Regions from separate parts of the Cricetulus griseus genome. Here region 1 is linked to region 2. Evidence: chromatin contacts called from public Micro-C data. All regions are on one chromosome and are shown on one strand. Each heading gives the region's core, a stretch centred on a gene start, on an enhancer-like site or on the middle of the called end of the contact. The rest is flanking DNA. Distances are from core to core; before and after follow the strand shown. Region 1 has its middle 39 kb from the start of Tlr4. Region 2 holds the start of Tlr4 (toll like receptor 4).

Region 1 (6,277 bases), core at 723-3,222, 40 kb before region 2:
TTAAAATTTAACATGTTGTAAGACAAATAATATAAATGAAGAGAAAGTTATTAGGGTTCTAGCTAAAGATCAAAAAAGCAATGCAGTCAGCCACTAGCTCTTACTTCTACCTCAGACCTAAATGGGTGATTCTGTCTCCATGAATACCCAGAGTATAATGTTCTCCTTGTCTGGAAACCAAATCTCACACAAGACCCTTTGCTTCTTCCTTTTATACCTCCCTGGTGCTGGTATTAAAGTCATGAACTCCATTACTCTTTAGACTGATTCACTCTTGTGTAGTTCAGAGTGGCCTTGGACTCATAGAGATCCATCTGCCTGTCTCCTGAATCCTAGGATTAAAGGTGTGTATCACCATTGCCTGGCTCCATGGCTATGGCTAGCTTTGCATTTTGATTTCCAGTGATTTGTTAGATCATAAAAATATATTATCACAAATTTATCCTTTGAACTGTGTCCACTTTGGTGGGCATTAATATTAACACAGTATCTCAGGATCTTATCATAGAAAACAGATAGCAGAGTGAGAATGTTACTCAGGAAGAAGAGGAAGAATATTGACATATGGCTATGATGTATAACATATTGGAACCATTTCATATTCCATTATAATTATTTGTCAAGCTGACCCTGGGAAGAAGAGCTATATCCTTAAATTCTGGATACAAGTAATTTTTCTACATTAACTTCTGAATTATCCTTTTGTAATGGGTGGAGACGGACCTATGATTTTCTCTCTGATGGCTGAATCTATGCAGACTTCACTAGGGGCTGATGTCACTGCCTCTCAGATCATGAGAAAGCAGACTGAATATACATCACACTTGGGAAGAGCCATAGAATTTTACCTTGAATTTATTTTCTGTCACATTGCATTTCTAAGAAAAATCAAGGTTATTCTTTGGTACTTCATTTAGCTCATCCTTGCAGAACTCAGCTTGTGTTGGAACGAAAGCAAGAAGAAAGCAAATATGCTTGGCAAACATCAAATGCCATATAGAAATGAGATATAAGTACTAGCTAAAGAAATATTACCTAATTTTGCTTGGTATTTGAGGGAATATAAGTGAAAATACCATTTAACAAATATTTCTGGAAAGCAACATTACTTCCTTTATACCCTTTATCAATGGATAGGCATAGGCAAACTGGATACTTTATTTCTCGGCAATAATTATTCCAGTACAATTTTGATGGAAGTGGCCATTCAAGAGTTGTATTGAGGTTAAGAAAGAATCTTCCTTTAATGGAAGGTCATCCACTGCTTTTGGTAGTCTCAGAAAAAAAGTACTTCCTGGGCCAAGACTATATATTTATCAACTTTTAATCTGAGCTGTAAGCTTTGTAATATCCTGTAAGGATATTCGTAGTTCAGGCAAAAGATGCCATGGTTAACATGGGAGAAGTATAATTCTCTTCCTGGTGAAAATCATGTGCAATAAGAATGTTAGAACTAAAAGGAAAAGCTTAATGACTGAATATTTATTTGCTTATTTAATTTTTCTATTTTGATGGTACTTGGATTTAAACCTAGGACCCTTTTTATCCTATACTTCCATGTCTTCTTTTAGTTTTATTTCAAAGTGAAGTTTCACTAAGTTGCTTAGGTTGGCTTTGAATTTATTCTGAACCTTAGATAGGGTTAGAACTTGGGATTTTGAACTTTAGTACTCCATGTAACTGGGATTGCAGGCTTTTGTTATAATGTTCAGATTGATTGTTTCTTCCAACCTTCATTAAATAGCTCCATATGGCAGCCTTCATGCTAATAATTGGAGAGAAGCAGACAACTGCTACTCTCCTATAGTTCAAAATTTAGAACAATGCTATATAAATTTAAAAAGTTCCACTTACTGATATGTTGTGGAGGGAACTCTAAGAATGCAGATTTCATGACTCACCTCCATGCTTGAGTGAGCTTTTTGGAGACACAGTTGCCTCTGAGTCATCTATGTTCCTGGAAGCAAGTCCAATAATCCGACTGCTTCACAAAGCTAGATTTGGATAGGATAATTTCTGTGGTCTTTCCTCAGTGTCTTATCTAGAGTGAATAGATGTTTAGTCACATCTGCCCGGAATATGTCAAACAATACCATGACTGAATGTGGTTTCTACACTTTACTGAGAAATGGGACTTCTTAAGATAGTGGCAAGTTTTTTGAAGTAATAATCTTCCAGAAAATTGAATTTGACATTCTGCTTAATATTTATCCCATGCTCTCTTGTCCTTCCACCTTTCAGTGTGGAAAGACATAGCCAAAAGTGACTTGTTGCCAGATACAGCTTGCTCAGCTATGAAAATTTCAGCTTCAAAATTGAAGGAAATAAATCTATATTTATAATTATAATTTACCGAGTTTCAAGAATTATGTGACAGTGACACAAAAGAGGCTGAATACTTTTCCAAACTTTATGTTCTTTTTCCACAAATGAGACCACTCTAATATCTACCGTTTAAGAAGTTGCATGGAAGATGAAAGGCAGTAAGGTGTATAAACCCATTGGTGAAGTATTTGGCAGAAATAAGTATTTAAAACCCCACTTCTCCTAATGACTAATATCTGATCCTGCTCAGGCAGAATCATTGCCTTATGTTGACTCTGACATGTGGTATCTATTTGATCCAAGTGTCTGCTTATGCTCCATATAATAAAAGTGATGATAGCTATCACAGGGCCTGGTGAGGAGGTTGACCATTATTTACATTTAGTTCATGCTTCTGTGTCATCTCCTTTTATACACCACAAAATGCTCTCTCTGTGGGAGAATCATCAATGAATGAGAGTGACACATGAAATGGAAAGGTTTCTGGCAGAAAGTGGGAACTTAAATGCAAGCTAACATCATGGTGCTAATGATTATAGAAGGTCAGCTCTTGCCTATCAATCAAAATTGGTTACAAAAACAATATTCATATCATCTACTAAAGTTATTATTCCCTGTACCAGGTATCTTTATCCTGTTGTACACATATACATTTAATACACTGGAAAACACAGCTGTTTACATCAGGTTACAGAGACCACTTGGATCAAACATTTAAATTTCCAGATATTTGCATGTATTTAATCATCCAGGGAACTTTGCTGTGGATGGCAACTTCAGCCTCTGAATTTCTATTTAACAAGTAACTGGGTGGAAAATCAGCCCTTTGTCCCTGCAAACCCCTTTGCTTTCACCTATATTTACAAAAAGATAATGTCTTGCAACTTTTTTTCTCTCGTTGACTTTTTGCAATGTGCTTTTTGGGGAAACCACAACAGGAATTTTGTTCTAAACATTAATTTAAACAGCTCCACCAGCAACTATGGCATCCATTTCTTTCCTAGATTCTTCAGAGTACAGTAAGGAGGATCTGTATAATAGTTTTTAAGAAGTATCTTATTAAGAACCTACCCAATAGACTGCTTTATGTAAAGAGGATATATTTCAGTTGGGTGTGAATGCCTTAAGTCTTCAGCTAAGCTCTTGAGTCACCTACAGATCTGTTATGCCCTGGTATGGAACTTATGTGAAAGCCTCATGTTGGAAACATTTATTTGCTGACTTACTTAGCATGCCATCACGTAGGGCACCTTGTATATGACTATATCCAATTGACTCAGCATAGGAAAAGAGGGTAAATTCATGTTAATTTCTCAGACCCTCACACATTAAGTCCCATTGATTCACAAAAGCAAACCTTCTAGGTCAGTGGATTTCATGGAAAGACTCTGAATAGGTAATTGGTACTGCCTTGGTGGAGGTGGGAGGAGGCAGATCCTGATCTTTCTCTATGTTAGGCACAGCTGTCCAGCTAACACCTGCTTTACCTTTGGATTTTCAATACCACTTCATTGTGAAAGAGTATGTTTTGGATCTATTATGTATTTATGGGTGGAAACTATTCTTTAGGAAAATCTTCAGGTTCTTCACCTGTCTAAATTATTCCCTTGTACTCATGACCACTATAGATATATATCATTACTCTTAATTTAGAGATGGAATTAATTAGTGGTTAGTTGTTCAATGAATATGATTCCCTGGTTCATTATCATTTGCAGCACTCCCTAAGCAGCTCTGTTATATCAAGATGAATGCAGGGCTCTATGAGTTTTTAATATTCATAGAACACAACTGTTCATTTTATTTAAATTCAGATCCTGATCTAGTAAGTAGGGATTTCTAAAATTTTCCTGGTGTTAGGAATATCACTGGGTTGTGAACCATCCTCTGAGCAGAGAAATTCATAATACTTGTGTGTTTTCTGTACAATGACAACAAATTCGTACTCCATTGTTAATTTAATGATAGCTTCTGTGGATAAATTCTGTAATTGCTACAGTTCTCTCATAGATAGGCAGCTGGGGGGAGGACATCCCAGACTCGTAGCTCCCATAGTAAGGGCAATTCCATAGTACCAAGCACATGAATTTCCCCTGTTGGGAAGAGTGGTATAGTCAGGGATTTTGTGGGTCACTTGCTCTATGGCAGACAATATTTTAAACACATCAAACAGTCAACATTTTTGTGAGGCCCTGTTGAAAGGGCATGTAACAGTTGAGGAAATGAAAGCAAATTGGTTTATGTTGCAAAAAGCAAAGACAGCATTGCCTAACCTCCCTGATGATAATGACTCATTCTTTATTTCTTTAAATGAACAGTTTTTTTCAGACACTCCCAGCAGGCTTGTAGACTATAGTAGCTAGAGTACAGAGTTAGTGTGTAGCAAACTGGAATCTGATGTTTCCATGTGTCCTTTCCACTGTGTGTTCATTTATTTCTATGGAAACATTAGTCTATCTAAAAAGAGTAGTGGATCCTTTTCTTTTAATTTTTGATATTATAATTTAGTTTCAACTTTTTTCATTCCCTTTCCCCCTCCAATTCTCCTATGTACCCCTTCCTGCGCTCCTTCAAATTCATGCCATCTTTTTTCACTAACTGTAATTATATTTATACATTCCTAAACACAATCTGTTCAGTCCATAAAAAGCTACCTGTATTTCAAAATGTGTGAAATGTTGTGGCGTGATAGCATGGCTTTCAAAGTTGTGTTTGAGTATTATTGGGAGAGTTTAAACATTGTTTCACTCTAGGGAAAGAAGACAATCTAAATAGTGGCCCCCTAAACCAGGAGTGGTGGTGCAAGCCTTTAATCCCAGCACTTGAGATGCAAAGGCAATTGTTTCCTTGTGAGCCAGTTCTACATGGAGTTTATGTCAATCAGGGCTACACATTGATACCCTATGTAAAAACTAAATAAAGAAACAAGTGAACAATGATTCCCCAATGATTGGAGTGCAAATGGGGTGACTGACAGCTTAAGAATCACAGGTATGCTGTAAACACATTCCTATGTTATGAATCTAATAACTAACAGAAAAGACTTGATGATGTATCATTTACCTCTACATCCCAAGCTTTTCCTTTCTCCCCACTTTTCTCATTTGTCAAAGGAGAAAGAGTTGGACCAGAGCACTGAATCCCCTCACATTGGTGCATTAGAGTCAAGTGAGTAGTAGCTGAAACTGTAACTATCTGGTTCTCATCTCCACCCATCCAGACTAGACCTGAAGCAAGTGGGCCCTCCCCCTCTGCTTCAAAGCTTCCCATGTAAGTCTAATAGATATTTAGAAGTTTGAGACAACTATATTTTGTTTATTATATTTTCAGATCATTGTGCCCAATGAGAAATCTTGAATGCTCCTTAGATCCGATGAGCATGGTGAGATATACCACAAGCCCATATCCTTCTGTCAATCTCTTTAAGAAATATCTTGTTGGCAGTAGCCATCATTCAAAATGGACTGGACTACTTCACATTAACAAGCATAGAAGTTTTGGTGTCCTTAGTACTCTTATAAAATAACTGAACAAAGTAAAACTCATATTTATACCTCTTATTATATCTGTGTTTCATATCAGTGCTAGTAACACACAGCTCCTCTTTAAATCTAGGAGACCTCTTCCAGGAAAATTTTATTTGTATCTTATAACTGACAAAGTCAAATTTAAGAAATTTCTAGAAGATCTTATCAGCAAACTTATGTTTGATGTCAGGTCAATGGAGTCTCAAAAGGCATATTTAGTGTCCTAAGTCCCCAGAACAAGCTGAGTCTCCTTTCTTTTAATAGACCTTTCTGAAGAAAAGACTATTGGTTTACTTTGTTCTATCACTCAGCAATCCTACCACCACCCATTGCACATGGATGAAGAAACACTTAATAGGGACCACTCTTCTCTCTCTCTTTTTTTTTTTTCAAGACAGGGTTTCTCTGTGACTTTGGAGGCTGTT
Region 2 (6,140 bases), core at 3,030-5,529:
TAATGATCATGTATGGCCAGAAGGCAGCAAGTTCCCTAGAACTGGAGATACAGATGCTTATGAGTTACCATATGAGTGCTGGGAAGCAAACCCCATTCCTTTAGTAGAGCAATAATTGATAGCCTTGTGTCTTTATTTTACATAGTAGCAAATGCTGATTTGGTGTCTGTGTATTCTGCCTGCATCATGTATCTTTTTCTTTTCTTCAGAAACTGCTGATTGACCTTTTAATCAGAACAATGAAGGGATACACTCTGTCCCTAGGAGTGATGACAGAACATCATTTTGTAGCAGGACTGGGATTTACAGGTTGGAAAAAGGAATTTGAGGAATGAGAAGATTCCTTCTGTAGGTCAGTTCTGCCAAAGTCTCAAAGTGGTAAATACAATGGAGGTTGGTATATTTGAAGGGACAGTAGCGCACTCAACAGAGCATGTGGCTCTGCAGGCCTCGTCCTTCTTCCCCATTCTATCTGTCTTGCTAAAAAGTGTTCCTAAAGCTAGCCACCAAGGTCCATATCCTTATTTGGTCATTTCCTCTTCCGGAGGCTGACTAACAAAGTCCAGCAATCAGAAGCCCCCTCTGGTTCAACTAATTAACATACTCAACTAAAATTAAATACCTCATCCTAACACGGGGTTTCCCCTTTACCTTTATAAACCACCATTTGCCTATGTGTCATATCTATCTGGTTATTCTCTATCTCATGTCTGTCTGGTTCTTCTCTATCTGGAGGCAGCCCTTTGTTCCTCCAGGACAAGTACTCTTTTCTCCTTTCCTTTGTCCCCTTCCCCTTCTTCCTCAACCCATATCTCCTTTACCACTACCACATAGACCATTCTAACACAGATCTTCTCCTCTTAAAATGTAACCCTCAAAGTCATTTACTGGTGTTATCTGCCTGACTCAGAAAGCAGCCACTTTAAGTTTTCTTCCCTGCTTAATAAAGGATTTCTGTGGAAACAGATGCTTGGGTGGGCTTTGTGCTTAATCCAGGGTCCAGGAGGTAGTCCCTACTGTACAGGAGTCTCCTTCAATATTTATCTTATCAGAAGTTTCTAGGACCAAAAATGATCCAGGAGAAATCACATAGCTTTCTAAGCATAAGCATTCTAAATATGAGTTTCTATAGGGAGAAAGAAAGAGAAAAAAAAAAAGAGAGAAAATGTTTTCAGTTTTACAGGTCAGAATGTAAGATTTGGAAAACAAAGTCATTTGAGAATTGTCACCTAATCATAAGTCATGAGCCATAGACCTGACCTGAGGATATGTAATTCTGATCCCTTCTGCTCTACTCATGGTGTTTCCCCAGAACCTTTCAATTAGCTTCCTATGTGGGCATTTCTTCACCGGCAGTGTCACATGTAGAATTATGTACTGTTCTCTGACATTCATATGTTGAAGTCTTCATCTCCCATTGCCTCATCCTGTGACTTCGATTTAATGAGATAATTAAAATAATGTTCTATGGTTCTGCCTTAGTACAGTATAAGCAATATTACTTTTAAAACTGCACTTGCGGCATGCAGCAGGTGGCCATGTTGGAGTGGTGGAGGCAGCACAGAGGTGCGTCCTGGGTCCCGGCGGCGGGCTGGTTTGTGGATACCAAGGCAGATCTGCAGTGCCTGATGCCATAAGCATGGTAGTGCACCATGTGGAGGAGAAAGCTGTACACTCCTGGTCACGAATTTCCACAGCAGGGAAGAAAGCCCTGAAAGAGCCACTGCTTGTGTTTAATCCTAGGAGCCAGGATCTCAGTGCCACAGAAGCCCAGCTTGTGGCCTTCCTACAGGGCCTGCGAGATGATGGCTTCCAGGGGACCATTCTGTGAAGTGGTGATGTCTATGGCTTTAGTTCATGCACAGCCACCGCCCCCCAGCCAGACAAAGCTACAAGCTCGTAACACCAACCCATCTGCCACATCTCTTCCATCCAGGGCTCCCCAAAGTGCTGTGTTGCAACCTGCAATCCAGCCACACTGCTCCCGTGCCACTGTTTGGCAGGCTGACTAAGGGGTCCACACCGGCCCTCGCCAAGCATGCTACCACTAACTTGCTGCTGAGCTCTCTGAAGCAATCAAATGCCAGCCACACCAGTGGTACAACAGTAGGCTTCCCTGCCCACCTCTACCCAGGTGTCTACCCTGACATACGACTGTCTGTGGTCCTTGAAGCACTGGTTCCACTCAAGATTCCTTGCTTGGGTATTAAGAACAGGGCACAATCACTGCTGCTGTCACTTGCAAACTCTACCCTGAAACTGAGAAAGGTTCGGGGAACCCACAGTCCAAAGCATCCCAGAAAATAACAAGCAAAGGCATCAAATGCCTGAGTAGGAAAGGCCCTGGGGCTGATCAACAAGGCACTGGGCCCCGGAGCAGTGGCCTACGTGTGAAAGGGTACTCTGCCTTGGGCACCAAAACAGTGCGGGCCAAGGCATCTCGAACACTGACCAAAGCTGCTCATGCCCACGCCAGCCTAACTCGAACCCAGAACAAGTCAGTAAGGGTCAGGGCCAAGACAACAAAGACCAAGCCCAGGGCAACAGGAGCCAAATCCAAGGCCACTGTAGTAAGGGACAAGGCTAAAGCCAAGGTGGTCAAGGACAAGCCAAGGCCAAAGCAGCTCAGACCAAGTACAAGGGAAGGCCAAAAGGATCTGTTCAGAGTAGAACTGGAAGGACAAGCCTGAAAAGTGGCTCTGAGTCTGTGGGGAAGAAGAGGAAGAAGGCTGAGGAGGTAAAGGGTCTTCCTCCTAAGAAGAGAGCACAGTTTGTGCTCCAGTCTTCTAAGGCAAGGCTGCGGCCTAGAGCAAAACCACGAAAGTCCCAGACTATAATGGAGCACAGAAAATTCTCAGAAGATGAGGTTCTACAGTGGGCCCAGCAGATCCTCCGTGTGAACCTCTCTCCAGTAGTATGGCTCCAGCCATTGCTACCATCTTGATTCCATACTCAGCATCCTGAGTCATCCTTGGCAGCAGTGCTTGGGAAAACAGTTGGGCTGTCCATGTGACCAGTATCACAGTGTGCTATGCTCGTGGACTCTGCAGCTTTCCAGACTCTGGGTACCTCCAGGACCCCTGTGGTCACCATCCTCTTTTCAGAAGCTGAGGATTTGGGGTTGGGTGGGTAGCGGTCTGGGTGTTCTCATGGCTCAATATACTGTGACTTGTTCTTCTAGTTGTACATCCAATGTTCCATCTATCATGTTTTATATCTTTCCACAAAAAAAAAAGAAGCAGGGGGCCGGGCATTGGTGGCACACACCTTTAATCCCAGCACTCAGGAAGCAGAGACAGGTGGATCTCTGTGAGTTAGAGGCCAGCCTGGTCTCTAGAGCGAGTGCCAGGATAGGCTCCAAAGCTACACAGAGAAACCCTGCCTCGAAAAACAAAACAAAACAAAAAGAAGCAGGGCCTGGGGAGACATGTCAGTAAAGTGTTTTATGTGCCAGAAGACCTGCAGACTGCTAGCACCCTCATAAAAACTGGATGCTTTGCATGTACCTCTAACTCCTGCACTGAGGTAGGGGCAGAGAAGACTAGATCTCAGGAACTCACTGGCCACTCAGTCTAGTCAATGAATGAGCAGTCAATTAGAGACCCTGGCTCCAAAATTGCAGTGGGGTCTTCTGAGTTTTACCCTCAGCTCACTAGCCAACTCTTATTCTTGGGAATGCATTCCCCTTTGTAATAAACTGTGTCTGTTCCTTTCTCTAACAGTAATAATAATAGTTATAATTAATAATTAATAGTAGCAGAAGAATGGAGACAAACAAGGAAGTCATCCAACAGTGAACTCTGGTACACACACACACACACACACACACACACACACACACACACTTGCAAGTGTACACAGAGAGTACACACACATGAAGTATTCATCCCCCCCATGAATAAGCAGGTACACATACACAGGTGCGTACACATATACCCAACCAAGAAAAGATCAGGACACAGACACACCCCACAACATCATTTTTCTGGCTTCCACCCTTCAGAATTGTGAGAAAATAAGTTTCTGTAGTTTGTAACACCCAGTGCAGTACTGTGCCGTCAGATACCTAGAAGTCTAGCTTGACCACTAGTGAAAACAAAACAGGAATGTGGACGTTGCTCCAGGCACATATACTGGCTTCATGAGTATCTGGTTACTTTCTGCGTTCCCCAAGCCCAGAGGTCAGATGACTTCCTGGGATGAAAGCCAGCTTCCTCTTGCTGTTCCTCCACAGGCTGGTCGGCAAACGCCTTCTTCCTGTTCTTTCCTTAGTCTTCTATCTAGCCTCCTGAGATAGGGTAGATACATTCTAGAGAAAGAAAGAAAAAAAAAAAAAAGTGAGAATGCTAAGGTTGCCACTCTCACTTCCTCTCACCCTTAGCCCAGAACATTTTTTAATATAGTTCTTTCAGAGGGGCACCCGCCCAGAGAGAAGAGGCCGGTGCCCCAGGGACTCTGCCTTGCCAACGGCTACAGTTAGTTCATCATGCTTTCTCACGGCCTCGGCTGGTTGCAGAAAATGCCAGGATGATGCCTTCTTTCTGCCTGGCTGGGACACTGATGATGGCATTGTTCCTCTCCTCCCTGAGACCTGAAAGCTTGGATCCCTGTGTGGAGGTATGTGTCTCGACCAGCTCCTTTCCTGTTAGCCTCCCTTGTTTCTCAAAACTCTCCCTATGTCGGAGCTTCCTGCTGTGTGTTCTGATTTGTTTATTTTGCACACAGGAGTTAAACTAACCAAAAACTTGAGAAGCTGTGAGGACAAAGAGACTCTGTGTTAGCAGGGCAGCAACAGGCAGCCAGTCAGTGTCTTGTTCTGTTTAGACTTCCGAGCCATGATTATTAAAGACTTGAAATTAGTAAAACTAAGGATATTGTTTCTGTGACTTGGCTGAGTGACAGCCAAGAAGTTACTGAACCTTTCTGAGGCCAGTTTTCACACTGTAAAAGAATTACAGTGCTCACAGGGGGATTGGAGAAGGCTAGTAATAGCAGGCCTTTCTGTTGGTACTGTGGACACTCAGCTTTCAGAAGTCATTCCTTTCCTTTCCTACTCAGGTAAAGGTGGCTGTCATTTCTGTCTCTTAAGTAGCATCTGTGTATGATGGAGTGGTCGATCAGCAGGTTCAGTCAGTTGCTGACAAGCCTGACTACCTGAGTCAATCTTCAAGCCCCACATGGTGGAAGCAGAGAATCTACTTCATTCTCTGAGTTCCAAGTGTCTGCCCTGACAGTTGTGTGCATGCATGAAAGTGGACACACACACACACACACACACACACACACACACACGCACGCACGCACGCACGCACGCACGCACGCACGCACGCGCACACACACACATGTTAATAACTGTAATTTTTTTCCAAATGAAAGAATTTTCTGAGAATTTTAAATTCTACCACTAATTTTAGAAAATAATGAAATGGGAGGGAGGGAAGGGGAAAGACAAACGGGAGGAAGATAAAGACAGAGAGACAGAGAATGAGATAGACAGAGACAACAGAAAGAGGCAGAGAACAATGTAAAACATCAGCTAAGGCAGTAATTCCCTTCTTGGTGAAACAATGACTAGTGAGTAATATGATTCATGACTAATTCTTATTTTCTCACTGCACAGACCACACAATTATCTCAGAAGCTCACAATAGAGCTGAACAAACAGGGAAATAATTTAGGGCGAGGCAGGCTCAGAAGCTCAAGACAGGTATTACAAGTTGGAGTCACGGTGTTGACCTGGAAAAAATATTATAGCATAACAAAGACTAACTCCTTGCTATCTCGGTATCTTGTCTTCTGATTCCTTAGTTATGCTGACAGAGATAGAGTTTCCAATCAGTTTCATACTGAGAAAAAATCCTGTGGTATATACTGTACTCTGGAAACCCCCATAGTCAGCCTGTTTCTTCCATAAGCTCATGTCTCAGTTCCATGGGCCTTGTCTCCAGGGATTATGACTGGTTCCCTAATTTGCTGTCCTTTCTGTAACCACACTTTCATCTCTATTTGTTTTCACCGGGCCAGAGGACTGGATTTATCAAATTACTCCTTTACCATTTTTAATAACTCTTTAGTGCCTCCAAGGCTGTTTTTCCTACAGAGTAGTTTCACTGCTTGTCCTACCCACACAACCCCTCCCC

What was found. A called contact is a pair of places that touch in the nucleus more often than the background predicts.
Region 1: a contact with region 2 is called in a Micro-C map of the CHO-K1 cell line, with 1.8 times the contacts expected there. The contact joins the enhancer-like site here to the promoter of Tlr4 in region 2. A contact is called at or near these places in 2 of 8 Hi-C or Micro-C datasets (the CHK-Q cell line and the CHO-K1 cell line).

Annotation. Positions count from the first base shown.
Region 1 is chr2:79,182,801-79,189,077 of CriGri-PICRH-1.0, reverse strand. It overlaps the pseudogene LOC100771224. Among named protein-coding and RNA genes, the nearest start is that of Tlr4, 39 kb to the right of the region's middle. Within about 2 kb of position 1,972, at least 2 of the 6 cell types and tissues checked have open chromatin away from gene starts, as enhancers often do. A contact at or near this core is called in the CHO-K1 cell line, where this site is marked.
Region 2 is chr2:79,145,251-79,151,390 of CriGri-PICRH-1.0, reverse strand. It overlaps Tlr4 (toll like receptor 4), which reads left to right and starts at 4,279. Exons shown (of 3, transcript NM_001246762.1): 1 at 4,279-4,617. The coding sequence starts at 4,528. It also overlaps the pseudogene LOC100771224.